4 separate regions of the Mus musculus genome follow, and all the other regions are linked to region 4. The links are chromatin contacts, called in public Hi-C and HiChIP or PLAC-seq maps. All regions are on one chromosome and are shown on one strand. The core of a region is the stretch at or near the end of the contact, and the rest is flanking DNA. Distances in the headings are between cores, read along the strand shown. Region 1 overlaps Sesn1 (sestrin 1). Region 2 overlaps Armc2 (armadillo repeat containing 2). Region 3 overlaps Sesn1 (sestrin 1). Region 4 has its middle 17 kb from the start of Foxo3.

Evidence for each region. A called contact is a pair of places that touch in the nucleus more often than the background predicts. HiChIP or PLAC-seq counts read pairs in DNA pulled down with a chosen protein or histone mark.
Region 1: an H3K4me3 HiChIP or PLAC-seq map of the SCID.adh cell line shows a contact between it and region 4, with 4 times the contacts expected there. The contact joins two enhancer-like sites. A contact is called at or near these places in 2 of 15 datasets of contacts at CTCF or cohesin (CD8 T cells and pro-B cells), 45 of 484 Hi-C or Micro-C datasets (B cells, the C2C12 cell line, CD4 T cells and 33 more), 20 of 115 datasets of contacts at active chromatin or transcription factors (the 230-238 cell line, the SCID.adh cell line, astrocytes and 13 more) and 2 of 9 other capture datasets (adipose tissue and embryonic stem cells).
Region 2: an H3K27ac HiChIP or PLAC-seq map of heart atrium shows a contact between it and region 4, with 7 times the contacts expected there. The contact joins two enhancer-like sites. A contact is called at or near these places in 5 of 484 Hi-C or Micro-C datasets (the G1E-ER4 cell line, the HL-1 cell line, bone marrow-derived macrophages and 2 more), 7 of 115 datasets of contacts at active chromatin or transcription factors (bone marrow-derived macrophages, embryonic basal ganglia, embryonic forebrain and 4 more) and 1 of 9 other capture datasets (embryonic stem cells).
Region 3: a contact with region 4 is called in a Hi-C map of bone marrow-derived macrophages, with 14 read pairs. The contact joins two enhancer-like sites. A contact is called at or near these places in 1 of 39 promoter capture datasets (embryonic stem cells), 1 of 15 datasets of contacts at CTCF or cohesin (large pre-B cells), 5 of 484 Hi-C or Micro-C datasets (bone marrow-derived macrophages, cortical neurons, muscle stem cells and 2 more) and 1 of 115 datasets of contacts at active chromatin or transcription factors (embryonic stem cells).

The regions. Positions count from the first base shown.
Region 1 is chr10:41,889,029-41,892,191 of GRCm38.p6, forward strand. The region is part of intron 1 of Sesn1 (sestrin 1); the gene reads left to right. Among named protein-coding and RNA genes, the nearest start is that of Gm33058, 68 kb to the right of the region's middle. Within about 2 kb of position 1,818, at least 10 of the 459 cell types and tissues checked have an H3K27ac peak or open chromatin away from gene starts, as enhancers often do. A contact at or near this core is called in the SCID.adh cell line, where this site is marked.
Region 2 is chr10:41,931,987-41,934,975 of GRCm38.p6, forward strand. The region is part of intron 12 of Armc2 (armadillo repeat containing 2); the gene reads right to left. Among named protein-coding and RNA genes, the nearest start is that of Gm33058, 25 kb to the right of the region's middle. Within about 2 kb of position 1,680, at least 134 of the 459 cell types and tissues checked have an H3K27ac peak or open chromatin away from gene starts, as enhancers often do. A contact at or near this core is called in the G1E-ER4 cell line, bone marrow-derived macrophages and heart atrium, where this site is marked.
Region 3 is chr10:41,866,915-41,869,868 of GRCm38.p6, forward strand. The region is part of intron 1 of Sesn1 (sestrin 1); the gene reads left to right. Among named protein-coding and RNA genes, the nearest start is that of Sesn1, 58 kb to the left of the region's middle. Within about 2 kb of position 1,262, at least 19 of the 459 cell types and tissues checked have an H3K27ac peak or open chromatin away from gene starts, as enhancers often do. A contact at or near this core is called in bone marrow-derived macrophages, where this site is marked.
Region 4 is chr10:42,292,292-42,295,454 of GRCm38.p6, forward strand. No RefSeq gene overlaps it. Among named protein-coding and RNA genes, the nearest start is that of Foxo3, 17 kb to the left of the region's middle. Within about 2 kb of position 1,755, at least 46 of the 459 cell types and tissues checked have an H3K27ac peak or open chromatin away from gene starts, as enhancers often do. A contact at or near this core is called in the G1E-ER4 cell line, the SCID.adh cell line, bone marrow-derived macrophages and 1 more, where this site is marked.

The DNA.
Region 1 (3,163 bases), core at 568-3,067, 400 kb before region 4:
AAATAGCTTAGCAGTGTTAATGACAGAAGAAATTTAGTACATTTTTGCTGTAGTTTAAAAAATCTACATATAAACAACACTTCTAGCTCCTCAATTCTTCTGAAATACTTTGAATGTTAAAACATCCACATAATTCTAGATAGACAAGGACTCTCCCGGAAGGGGAGAGTGGGTTAGGACTTTCACTTTTTATAAAACATTTTGCTTTCTTTGCCTTGTTGAAATGCACTTTTGCCGGGCAGTAGTAGCACACATCTTTAATCCCAGCACTTGGGCAGGTAGATTTCTGAGTTCCAGGACAGCCAGGGCTACACAGAGAAACCCTGTCTCAAACACACACACACACACACACACACACACACACACACACACATACACAAAACCAAAAAGGAAGAAAGAAAGAGAGAAAGAAAGAAAGAAATGCACTTTCTACTTGTGTAACTTTAAAAAAAAAGATTGACATCAGTGTTATAAGATATAGTCTTAAATATCTAGATGGGCTTTTTTTAATGCATCAAGTAGACAAAGAAAAAACATGCTTCAAATAGTTTACTGATTTTCACCTAATTTTTCAAGTAGGTAGATTGACACCTCATAGAAAGTCTTTAATCTGTAGCCAGTCAATCATTCTTAAGGAGGCTGATGAAGGTCGTCGGAACATAAGCAAAGCATGTGATTAGACAGGGCTTTGGTCCACAAGCACTGTTCACACGGTGGCACAGGACGTACTGTTTCTGTGTGCTGTCAACGCCACTCAGAATGTCCATCTTCTGAGGATTAATCAGTATTGTTGTACATTGGTGAGGAAGCAGGTGCTGGTGTGGGCATGGCTTTCAGATATTGGTGTTAGTATTGTTGAGGGGTGGGGAGTCCTAGTTCTCATGTTAGCTTTTCCAGCCATGTCTTCACAGAGAACCTGTGAGGTTTATGCTGATTGCCATCTGCATCTGAGTTCAACAAGAACTTTTATTCTTGGCAGGTCTGCCTCCTAGAATCTGGATTGTAAGATTTGCTCAGAGTCTAATTGAATTCTCACAACTACAGAAGGGAAAATAGTTAAAGTAACCTACATAGGAAGTTAGAAAATGCATTCAGTTTGACTTGGGCTCTCACACTAATAAAGCATTAAAGACATTGGCTTCTTTTTCATAAAGATTATAAAAGACATATACATTTTGTAGATTTCAATATCATAAATCATATGTTCCTTTTTTGTAAATACTAGTACTTAAAACAGTACTCGGTTCCTAGCATGCTATGTCAGCTGCTATTGCTGCTCTTAATTTTTTATTACCATTATTAGCTCTATATGGGTTTGTTTGTTTTTCTTTTTTTTTTTTTTTTTGCCCCTTTATATCAGTTAAGGAATAAGCAGAAAACTAAAAAGCAGTTTCATTCTCAGACTGCACACCCCCAAGAGCTTTGTAAACTCTTCTGTAGGTATCATGAGGTAGATGTAGATGTGGTACTGTTGCTGCTGTATCTCCCTCATCTTCTCTTTACACCTTACTTACACATTAGACCTGCCCAGTTAAGAGTTTAAATGCTCTCATGGGAATTACAAACTTGCTAACAGAAGTCCTTATTTTGGCCCAAACCTCCTTTCCTACTCTGTTCTTTTTCTCTCAGGAGATGGTGCATGGAAATACTTGGCCATGCTTGGGATCAACCCTAGGGCCTTGCACATGCAGGGACAGCTCTCTCCACTGAGCTGGCCATCATTCCAGTGTGTGCTATACTTTGGGACTCTTCCAAGGTGAGGAGTCTTTATGCAAGCTTTAGTAAGAACAGGTAGGTCCTGTAAGAAAACTGTCATCTGTTGACTTTCTCAGAGGTCAGTCTGTGTGTGCTGGGTGGCTGGATAGAGCTACTCACTGTCCTGTCTGTACCTGGTCTGAGGTAAATTGGGATACACACTCAGCTCATCAGGAACACCCCATATAACTAGCCTTTTGTTTTTTGATTGACATAAAATTAATTAGAAAAGGTCACGGCCCTTATATCTGTCATGTACCTAATCTATTAGCTAAAAGAGAGAGTCTGTCAACTTTTAAGCCTAGCCTTTAAGTAAGGAGAGTAAATTCACTTGATTCTAGAATAGAGTAACCAGAATAATATAATTCAACCTGTTCGTTTTGAAGGTCATATGGATGTCAATTTGGTGTCATTTAAAGAAATACTACCCAGATATTTCAAGCAGTAACAAACACATGTACACGCGTGTTGTGTCTTCCTTTCTCTACGCCCCCACCCCAGCATATGTTCTGCTTTGTTCTCTTGAGGACCACAGCTTTGTTGATCATGTTGAACTTTTCAAACAGTCCTCCATTGATTAGCAATTAGGTTGTTTATCAGAATCAATAGTGTAGTGGTTTACCTTTATGTGTGAGTACAAAATGTGAGTCTGTCTGTAGGTTCCCACCTATGGTCTTTGTAGTTAATGCAGTGCGTTGTTGTTGCTTTGGGAGTTGAGCATGGTTTCGGTCATTCTCACTTCCTTTTCTTGGAAGTGTCTCTGACCCTTTGCAGTCTTTCAAGTTCTCTGTTCATCTTTGACTGTGTACCCTTCCCCTCATGCCAGTCTGTTTGGTTACCAGATTTATCCGTCGTTTTTGACTTCCAGGTTTTGTAGCATTATTGGTTCTTTTCACTCCACAAGCATTTGGTAGGACTATTGTTTGTTTTGTTTTCTTCATGTTTAACTCTGATTTATTGTGGGTTAAAATATAATTCAACTTCATTTTTTTCTGAGTGACAACAAGTTGTTTCAAGATCAAATAATCTATTTGGAAATTACATCCTTTGCTATCCTGAAGTCATGAGTATTGTGTAGTGTGTCTGAGTTACAAAATGAATAATAAATACTTGAAACCCTAAATACATGTTGTTTAGATAATTTGTAAATTAGAAAGGGGGCAGGAGCCTCAGCTTTGTACTTTTTCCCAGTAAATCTTAACAGAGATAGGCAGACAGATAGATAGTTTGGTCAGAGTTAAGAAGTTAGGCTAAGGGCTGGTGAGATGGCTCAGTGGGTAAGAGCACCCGACTGCTCTTCTGAAAGTCTGAAGTTCAAATCCCAGCAACCACATGGTGGCTCACAACCATCTGTAACAAGATCTGACTCCCTCTTCTGGAGTGTCTGAAGACAGCTACAGTGTACTTA
Region 2 (2,989 bases), core at 430-2,929, 360 kb before region 4:
ATGTGGGTCATGGCGTGACGAAGAAGATTCAGTTTGAAGTGGCTTCAGGAAAGGAAGAGTTAATACTGTCACAATGCCTCTCTCCCTGCTGGATGGAAAAGGGAGGGGGTGGTTCCTGGCAGTAGCAGTGCCAACTGAAGGATGGCATGCGAGATCAACAAACGGGGACGACAGATTGCGCCGTTTGCAGCACCCAGCTCCCACCACCTGCTCCCCTCACTGTTTCTGTCCTTTGACTGTGGCGTCTTTTCTTCCCACCTCTTGAAAATATGTTTTCCAGGGAGCCAGGAGCACAAAATAGGCCAAAACAGAAGCAGTCTCGTGGAAGGCTGTTCCTGCACCTGCGCTTGCGTGGCTCAGCCACAGTCCTGAGACTGGAAGCTAGGGAAGGGTCTCTGTGAGACCATAGCCTCATTTTAAGTGGCCTGCGCTCTCATTCCTGCCCTGAAGAGTCTCCCCCCACCACCAAACCAGAGCTGCACAGAGGTTATCTACTGCTGCCCTGACCAACCCACCTGAAGTATACAAAGTAGTTCTTAGCTAACAAGACAAATCCCATAAACCCTTATAGAGAATATCACAAGAAAGTCAGGTGTAATGCCACTCGCCTTTCATCCCAGCACTTGGGAGACAGAGGCAGGAGGATCTCAGAGTTCGGGGCCAGTCTGCTCTACATAGTGAGTTCCAGGACAGCCAAAGCTACAAGTGAAACCTTATCTCGAAAAACAACAACAAAAAAAAAAACAAAAACAAAAAACCCAACAAAATACATCGCGAATGACAAATGACCAGGTTCACAGACCCGCAATCTCACCATAGAAGCAGTTCCTTCAACACATGGCTCTCCGTCTCTTACTCTTCCCCAGTCCCTGAGAACAGCACTCCACTCTCACAATATTTTTTTAAACCAACACATCGGTGCACACTCACACAATGACATGGTTTTGAAATAACAAAATGAAAAGGGATCTGGAGAGGCTTTCAACGTCCCTGAGAAGGCAGAGTAACCAGTTCATACGGACTTCCTAGTTTTGCTGAAAATGGAATGATCAGCAGCTATAGCCAACCAGAACACAGACCAGCAGCACACTCCCGTAAGAAGCCGACCTTCCTCTAGGAAGCCAGCCATGTCCTCCTCCTGGCAGCATGGTACGCCCTAACAGACATGCACTTTGCTAAGACATCATGGGCCCCACAAGTTGTAAATAAATGGCTTTAACTATGGAAGGACACAGAAGAGGACACTGTTATACAGAATGGTCTGTGACCAGCTCCAGGGCATTAGCAACAGCAGGAGCTACTATGGGAGCTACCTTCTTCCATCTGAGGGATATTGGCCTAAAGCCAACAAGAGATTGCCACCCCCACCCTGACGTACGGAAACTGAGGCTTCTGGAGACTGAAGGACACGGTGAGGGGCACTCAGGGCCTGTCTGAGCATGCTAATGCACTTCAATACCTCATTCCCAACTACCCTCAACCTCCAATGTCCCACAGACTTGAGGCATTTTTCAGGGGGCGGGGGTTTAAGACAGGGTCTCTCCACATAGCCCTGTATGGCTGCAAACTCACAGAGATCTGCCTGTTTCTGCCTTCTGAGTACTGGGATTAAAGGCCTGCACCGGGCATCTTTGACCCTTCACCAACCTCTCAAACTGGTTGCCTCACTTCTCTTGTGAAAGGCGCCCCTGGTGGCCGGTCTGTGCACTGCAGGAGGAGACTTGGAATCTCTTCATCTCAGGAGCAGAGCAATCTCCTCTGCTCAAAAGCATCCACTGCCTGTCCCCTCACCCTAAGGAGCATCCAACTCAGCCATCTGCCCCGTGTGACTGATAGTGCTTTACCACCCACAGGCAGCCAGAGTGGACACATGATTCTCACACGGCACCCTAAAATAGTCCCCGTGCATGATGCTGACCACAGGCAAAGGACTGATGTCAAGCTGTCACAGAAGGAATAAACTATGTTCCACAGACTCCTCATACTTAGGAGACAACTCCTATCCAGCCTAGGAAAACATTTTAGAAGGACCTTTAAGAATTAAGTTAAAGGGGGTTGAAAATTTAACACTCCCCATGCCCTTAACCAGAAAATTAATCAAGACACCCTGTTTTAAACTGGCTAAAACTGCCTGCATCTTAGAGTTGAGTTAGGATTTCCAGTTTGCTTTATCCGACTTTCCACCCTTAAATAAAACCTAAACATTTGAGTTTACAGGTGGCTAAAGAATAAAAGTCACCAAAGGCAGGCTGCAGACTTCTGAGAAAATACTGATTTACCTATCCTATCAGCACTGGCGGCGGGTTGACGGTTAGCCTGAGAGAATACATATTCATTCATTCATATATATATATATATATATATATATATATATATATAATCAGACCAATCTGAGAGACCACAGACTCAAAACTGCAGACCTAAGCAGACCATTCTGAAGGCAGAGATGACCACCTACCCACCCATCCAACTGCCAACCCAGCCACCCTATCAGCAATTATTCACTGAGTACCCACACTCCACACCTCTGAATGTGGCTCCCCCTCAAAAACACCAGGGCAACAGTTAGACTTTTACTGCGATGGGTTCTTTTTTAAGGCACAGACATAAAGGCATTTGGGCTCTGAGCTGAGTGGGGGAAGAGCCCGTTCCACAAGGACAAAAACAGTGGGAGCTGGAAAGAATGAGCAAGCTTCGGCCCACTGAGCCTGCCCGGTCAGGGGTGCAGAACGAGGGCAAGGCTGAACAAGGAGCTCACTCAGCCAAATGCTCTCACTTGCTCGCCTGCCTGCTCGCTCGCCCAGCACCGCTGGGAATGTGCCTGCAGAGAGGCTGGGAAGGCAGCCAAAGGGCACACTCCTGCCAGGGAGGAGGCAGAGAGCCAGTGGAAGCAAGTTGCCACACAAAGACACCAGGGGAAAGGGGTGGAGGGCTCTTCCTAACCAATCCAGCACAGTTGCTAAGAGGATGTGAGGAAGGGAGGGTGGGT
Region 3 (2,954 bases), core at 12-2,511, 430 kb before region 4:
GCTGTGCCATCTTCACCATAGACTGCAGAGAACATGGAGGCTTTTCCCATCTCACAAAGGTTACTGTCTGAAGTTAAAGCACATCTGTTACTTCTCCCTCTGAACAGATTTTCTCACTGGAGAATGATTGTAACTGTATGAAGCTGCCAAACTGCAGAGCTGGTACCAAACCCTGATGCTTAGATTCTATTCTAACAGTTTCTTCCTTATTGTTTGTATAGGTACAGCCCTCACTCCCCCCCCCACCATTCTCTTATTGCAGCCCTCACTTCCCCCCATTCTCTTATTGCAGCCCCCACTTTCCCCCAGTCTCTTATTGCAGTCCCCATTTCCCCCCATTCTCTTATTGCAGCCCCCATTTCCCCCCCCCCATTCTCTTATTGCAGCCCCCACTTTGGTCCTATAGGAGAAGCGCAGGTGTATGGAGAACAAATTAATAGAACAAAATTCAGTTTGCATTTAAAGGAGTGCCTGCTGTGGTGCCCTGAAGTCAGGGTATTTTTTTAATTATTATTTTTATTTAATTAAAATATATCATTTTCCCTCCCTCTCCTGCTATGCCCTGCCCTACTCCCTCTTAAACTTATGGCCTCTTTTTTTATTAGCTGTTTGTCTTAGTCAGGGTTTCTATTCCTGGATAAAACATCATGACCAAGAAGCAAGTTGGAGAGGAAAGGGTTTATTCAGCTTACACTTCCACATTGCTGTTGATCACCAAAGGACGTTAGGACTGGAACTCAAGCAGGTCAGGAAGCAGGAGCTGATGCAGAGGCCATGGAGGGATGTTACTTACTGGCTTGCTTCCCCATGACTTGCTCAGCCTGCTCTCTTATAGAACCAAGACTGCAAACCCAGAGATGGTCCCACCCACAAGGGGACCTCCCCCTTTGATCACTAATTGAGAAAATGCCTTGCAGCTGGATCTCGTGGAGGCATTTCCCCAACTGAAGCTCCTTTCTCTGTGTTAACTCCAGCCTGTGTGAAGTTGACACAAAACTAGCCAGTACACTGTTATTGTTACATATATGTTTACAAATATATAAATGCAACCTGCAGAGTCCTGTTAGTGTAGTTATGAGAGTGTTTCAGGGCTATTTGTTACTGGATAACCATTTAGGGGTGTCATCTTTGGGAAAGATTAATCACCCCTCTCACAGCAGTTCTTAATTGCCACAGCTCTTCATCTGGGGGCGGTGCTTATGAGATGAGCCACATGCACTTTGCATGTCAGCTGGTGCTGCCCTTGGTTAAGTAGCTGTAGCGCTAAGATTTTATGGGTGTGTGGCTTCCCTATAATGTCTTGCTGCAGACTTCCTTGATCTCTTGCTCTTAGACTCTGTTTTCCCGAGTGCTGCCGAGCCTGAGGTTGTGTTGTATCAGTCGGGGCTGGGCACCTCCTGGTTAGTTGTTCTCTGCATTGTGACCAGTTGTGGCTTTCTGTCATGGTCTCCATCTGCTTTGATGAGGGGTGAGAGTTACACTTGCCTGTGGTATAGGATAAGTATTTAGAAGGTGCTTAGGAATTTTACTGGTTTGGGAAAGTAGTATGTTCTCCTCCAAGATCCATGACCTCTCGAGTCACATGGTTAACTAAGTTTACAGCACCAGGCCCCATTTCCTTCCTGTTGAGCAGGCCTTCAGCCCAGTCAGACAGACAGTTGTTGGCTCCCATTAAGATATAAGTGCTCTTGTACCTGCAGGGATGGCTGTCTCGCCATGCAGGTCATTGTCACAGACCCTGGGCAGCACAGCTGAGGGGGGCTGCTGGTTACTTCCCGCCCTGGGCATCGTGCAGATTGCCTTCTGGTACTATGGAAACTAGTCCTCATTCTGTGTCCAAAGTATATAATATCATTAGCAATAGGGACTTACCTTCAACTTGGAGGCAACTAAAGGCAACAGCAATAGTCTATTGCCAGGGGAGTCCCTTGGGCTCCCTTCACGAACAACAGCTCAAGAGGGTTTCTCATGCCTGCATCATCTAGTTATTCCTGGTACATGAACACTTAACAGAAGCACATTGAATGAATAGTGAAGGAAAAAAATTCTGGTTTTTGAGGCAGTTCATTTCTAAGAGTTGAACATCTTAAGATTGTATTAGTCAGGGTTCGCCAGAGTAGTGGAACTTAAGGTTTGTGTGTGTGTGTGTGTGTGTGTGTGTGTGTGTGTGTATTCAATACATGTGAAAATAAATATATATATATATATATCCACACACACACACACACACATGGAATTTATTGGAATTACTTATAGGCTGCAGTCCAGCTAATTCAACAATGGCTGGCTGGGCATGGAAAGTCCAAGACTCTGTAGTCACTCAGTCCCAAGGCTGGGTGTCTCAGCTAATCTTGAGTATATGCCAGAACTGAAGAAGTAGCTCCAATGCCATCGAAGGAATGGAAGTACTAGCAAGTAGGCAAAGAACAAAACCTTCATGATTCCATGCCCTTATATAGGTTCCAGCAGAAGATGTGGCCCAGGTTAAAGGTGTGTCTTCTCACCTCAAGATTCAGATCAGAGGTGTGTCGTCCTACCTCAAAGGTCTGGACCAGAAGTGGAACCACCCACTTCAACCCAAGCAGAAAATGCCTCACAGGTGTACTTCCATTTCTGGATTGTAGCTCATTCCAGATATAGACAGGTTGACAACCAGGAATAGCCATCATAAGCATGATGTGCATAATGGAGCCAGGCATGTGACACACGCCTAGAAACGCAGTAATCAGAAAGCAGAGGTATGGGCTATAGTGACACTCACCAAACGAGAAGAAGAGCAGAAAAAAGATAGGGGTCTTGAGAGTGCCTGTGAAGACCTAGGTTAAGAATGCTGTGACAGTGATCCATCATCAAGTGAATTTTCTTGCTCTTTCTCTCCCTGGTACCGTGGAAATGAGCCAAGCGAGGGATAACAACAGGGGTGTACAAGTCTGCAGTAGGAGGGAAATGAGCGG
Region 4 (3,163 bases), core at 505-3,004:
TAAGTCCGCTCTCTCCGTCTGGGTTTAGGGCAGCCATCACAAAAGGTCTGCCGCTGTCCTCCAACATCAGCTGAGACGAAAAACATCTCGTTCACCCATGAAGGCATTTAAGATGCCATTGGTTCCGTTTATAGCTATGATTATGGGTTGTTTCCTTCTCTCAGTGGATACAAAGTAAAATGGCAATGTTGTTGGCGTACTGGGCACCCTTTAACACCAAAACGGACCCTCATATGTAAAAGACTTGGAAATTTTTCCCAAAGGACAGTTTCTCTATCTGACTGTCAAGTCTCTCGTGTTTTTTTGTTTTTGTTTTTCAAGGCAGGGTTTCTCTGTGTAGCCCTGGCTGTCCTGGAACTCACTCTGTAGACCAGGCTGGCCTTGAACTCAGAAATCCGCCTGCCTCTGCCTCCTGAGTGCTGGGATTAAAGGCATGCGCCACCACAGCCCCACAAGTCTCTCGGTTCTTACATCCCCTGTTCCCTTTTCATTAGAAACAAAGCTAAGGAAAAACTGCCAACACCTCCTGCTGGCAAGAAATCGCACCTTAGAGGTACAGGTACCAGCCTCCTCTGTCCCCCTTGACTGAAGCATGCCCACTCTCACCAAAAAGAATGAGCCAGATAGGAAAAGAACCTTCTTAGTCTCTATTTAGGTATTTTGATGTTTGGAGACAGGGTCTCACTATATAGGCCAGGCTGGCTTTAACTTGACATCTCCTGCTTCCACTCGCCACGTTCTAAGACTAGAGGCATGTACCAGCACACCTGGCAGAATCCCCCCTTGGAAGCAGATGTGCTTTTATGAAGACCCCAACATGTCTTCTGGGTTTTATAACCAGTTCCACTTCTCCATACTAATCTAGCATAACTCTTAAAAGATTGAATAGTGACTCACCCCAGGGATGAATTGAGTCTCACGGTCGGGGTCTTGTTTTCCTGAGAGCCTCAACCTTCAGAACCACCTTGGGAGGTGAAGTGGGGTCGGCCAGTGGAGCTCTCAGCAAGCACTTGACCAGCTGTTTTGCCTGTGTGAGCCCTGCAATTACCTAGGGTGGGTTGGTCTGCTTTGCAACTACATCTATTAGCCTCAATCTTCAGTGCCGCTGGCCGCTGTGATCATGGTTGGAAGCATCCAGAGATGCTGTCTGACATCCGTCTCTCTCTGGGTATCATCAGTAACCCCTTAGCTGTGTGCTCCCTACCCTTGCTGCTGCCAAGTGCCACTGCCCCCACCTCTCCCCTGGATCTTTGCAAAATGGCCAACATAGGGGTTATGTCTGTGTGCATTCAGCCACACAGCAGGGCCACCAGTCTGTGCTGCCAAGCAGCGGCGGGTGCCTGCATGTGATTGCAGCTTTCAGAACATGCCTTGCGCACTCCAAAGCATTATACCAGAGGCAAGTCTCCACTTTCGCTCTTAAGTCCCTTTCTTGTAAACCACCAGGCTTGCTCAAGATGACCATTCCAGAAGCCTCTCTCACAGACACAGCTCAGACTGCTATCCAGGCTTTTCTGCTCCACCGGAGAGAGCACCACAGTTGCCCCTGGAGCACTGTGACCCCCAGAACAACTGAGCACTTGACCTCCTTATCTCTAGTGTCCGTCCTGGTAAGCCTTACTCCTTTGGTTTTCTACCTCTTGGCCACTACCCAGGAAGCTCTGGGAGGGGCAGAAGGGAACAGAAAGACCTCTGAGGAAGGCTCAAACATACAGTTCCATTACATTGCTCAAGACACCAAGAAACCACAGTACAAGTGCGTTGGGGAGGGTGACCTTACCCGAGCCCACACACCCACCCACACACAGCTGGTTGGCTGACTGGCCAGAGGCAGCTGCTTCTCAGCAACTTCTAGTACAATGAGTCACCTCTAAAACAGGACCCTTAACCTGCCCTGATGGGGACACTCAGACGTACTCAGGAGGGGTAAATTCTTTCCAATGGACCAGGATGAAGGAGCCATCATTTTCACACAATGCCATGAAGGTTCCCTCAGATGAACGAGTGCTTCTTCTATTTACCCACAACTCGAGGCCCTCTAGGTCAATCCTGCCTTGTTTCCAGCTAACAGGGAGAGGCCAAGAGGGCCTGGCTCAGTGGAAACCACTCAGATCTCAACCACACTTCCTGGGTTCCAGTGTTTCTCATGGGGAAATGAGTATTTTAATTGACTGGCACCTGCCAAGGGTTGGCTTTGTCTGAATGTTTGTAACCCAGCTGGGGACACTAGCTTACCATACTAGGAATGACATTGGGATTCCAAACATGTTTGGCACACATCCCAAGGTCTATTGCTAGTAAGAATCCAAGACACCTGCATGTGTGGCAGATGATGGGTACAGGCAGCATGGCACATGACATCCCTTTTCTAGAAACACTTATATCTGCTGGGCTCAGTCTCACTGGTTTTATCACGGTGTGGCTGACCACAACAGGGCCCCAACTTTGTAGGCAGAGAGGGAGAAGAGCACAGAATCGCAGTGCCCATTTCTTGTTGGCAGCTTTCAAGATCACACTGGGAAGTGTGATTGCATTAGCCTGCACCTTGTTACCAAGAAAACTAGAGAAGAAAGGAAGGAAGGAAGGAAGGAAGGAAGGAAGGAAGGAAGGAAGGAAGGAAGGAAGAGAGGGAGGGAGGGAGGAAGGAAGGAAGGAAGGAAGGAAGGAAGAGAGGGAGGGAGGAAGGAAGGAAGGAAGGAAGGAAGAAAGAAAGAAAGAAAGAAAGAAAGGAAGAGGAAGGGAAGGGAAAGGAAAGGAAAGGAAAGGAAAGGAAAAGAGAGAAAAAGGAAAGGAGAGAAAAGGAAAAGAGAGAAAAGGAAAGGAGAGAAAAGGAAAGAAAAGAAAAGTATTTTCTAACTAGGTGCCAGGGCACTGTGATAGGTTTCATCAGAGGCAGAGACTATGCTTGAATTTCTGATCTTCTCCTGCCATCTTGTGGCTGGGAGGACGAGCTTGCTCTAAAGACAAGGAGATGAAGGCAGGGAAGAGAAAAACAGTGCTGTGGCAGCCCAGTGACTTGCTGGGGTTCACTGCCCACCACTCTACATATCAATACTCATGTAGGAGTGTGTATTATGTGTATGTATTATGTATTATGCATGTATATATATATATATATGTGTGTGTGTGTGTGTGTGTGTGTGTGTATATTATGTCTGTATGT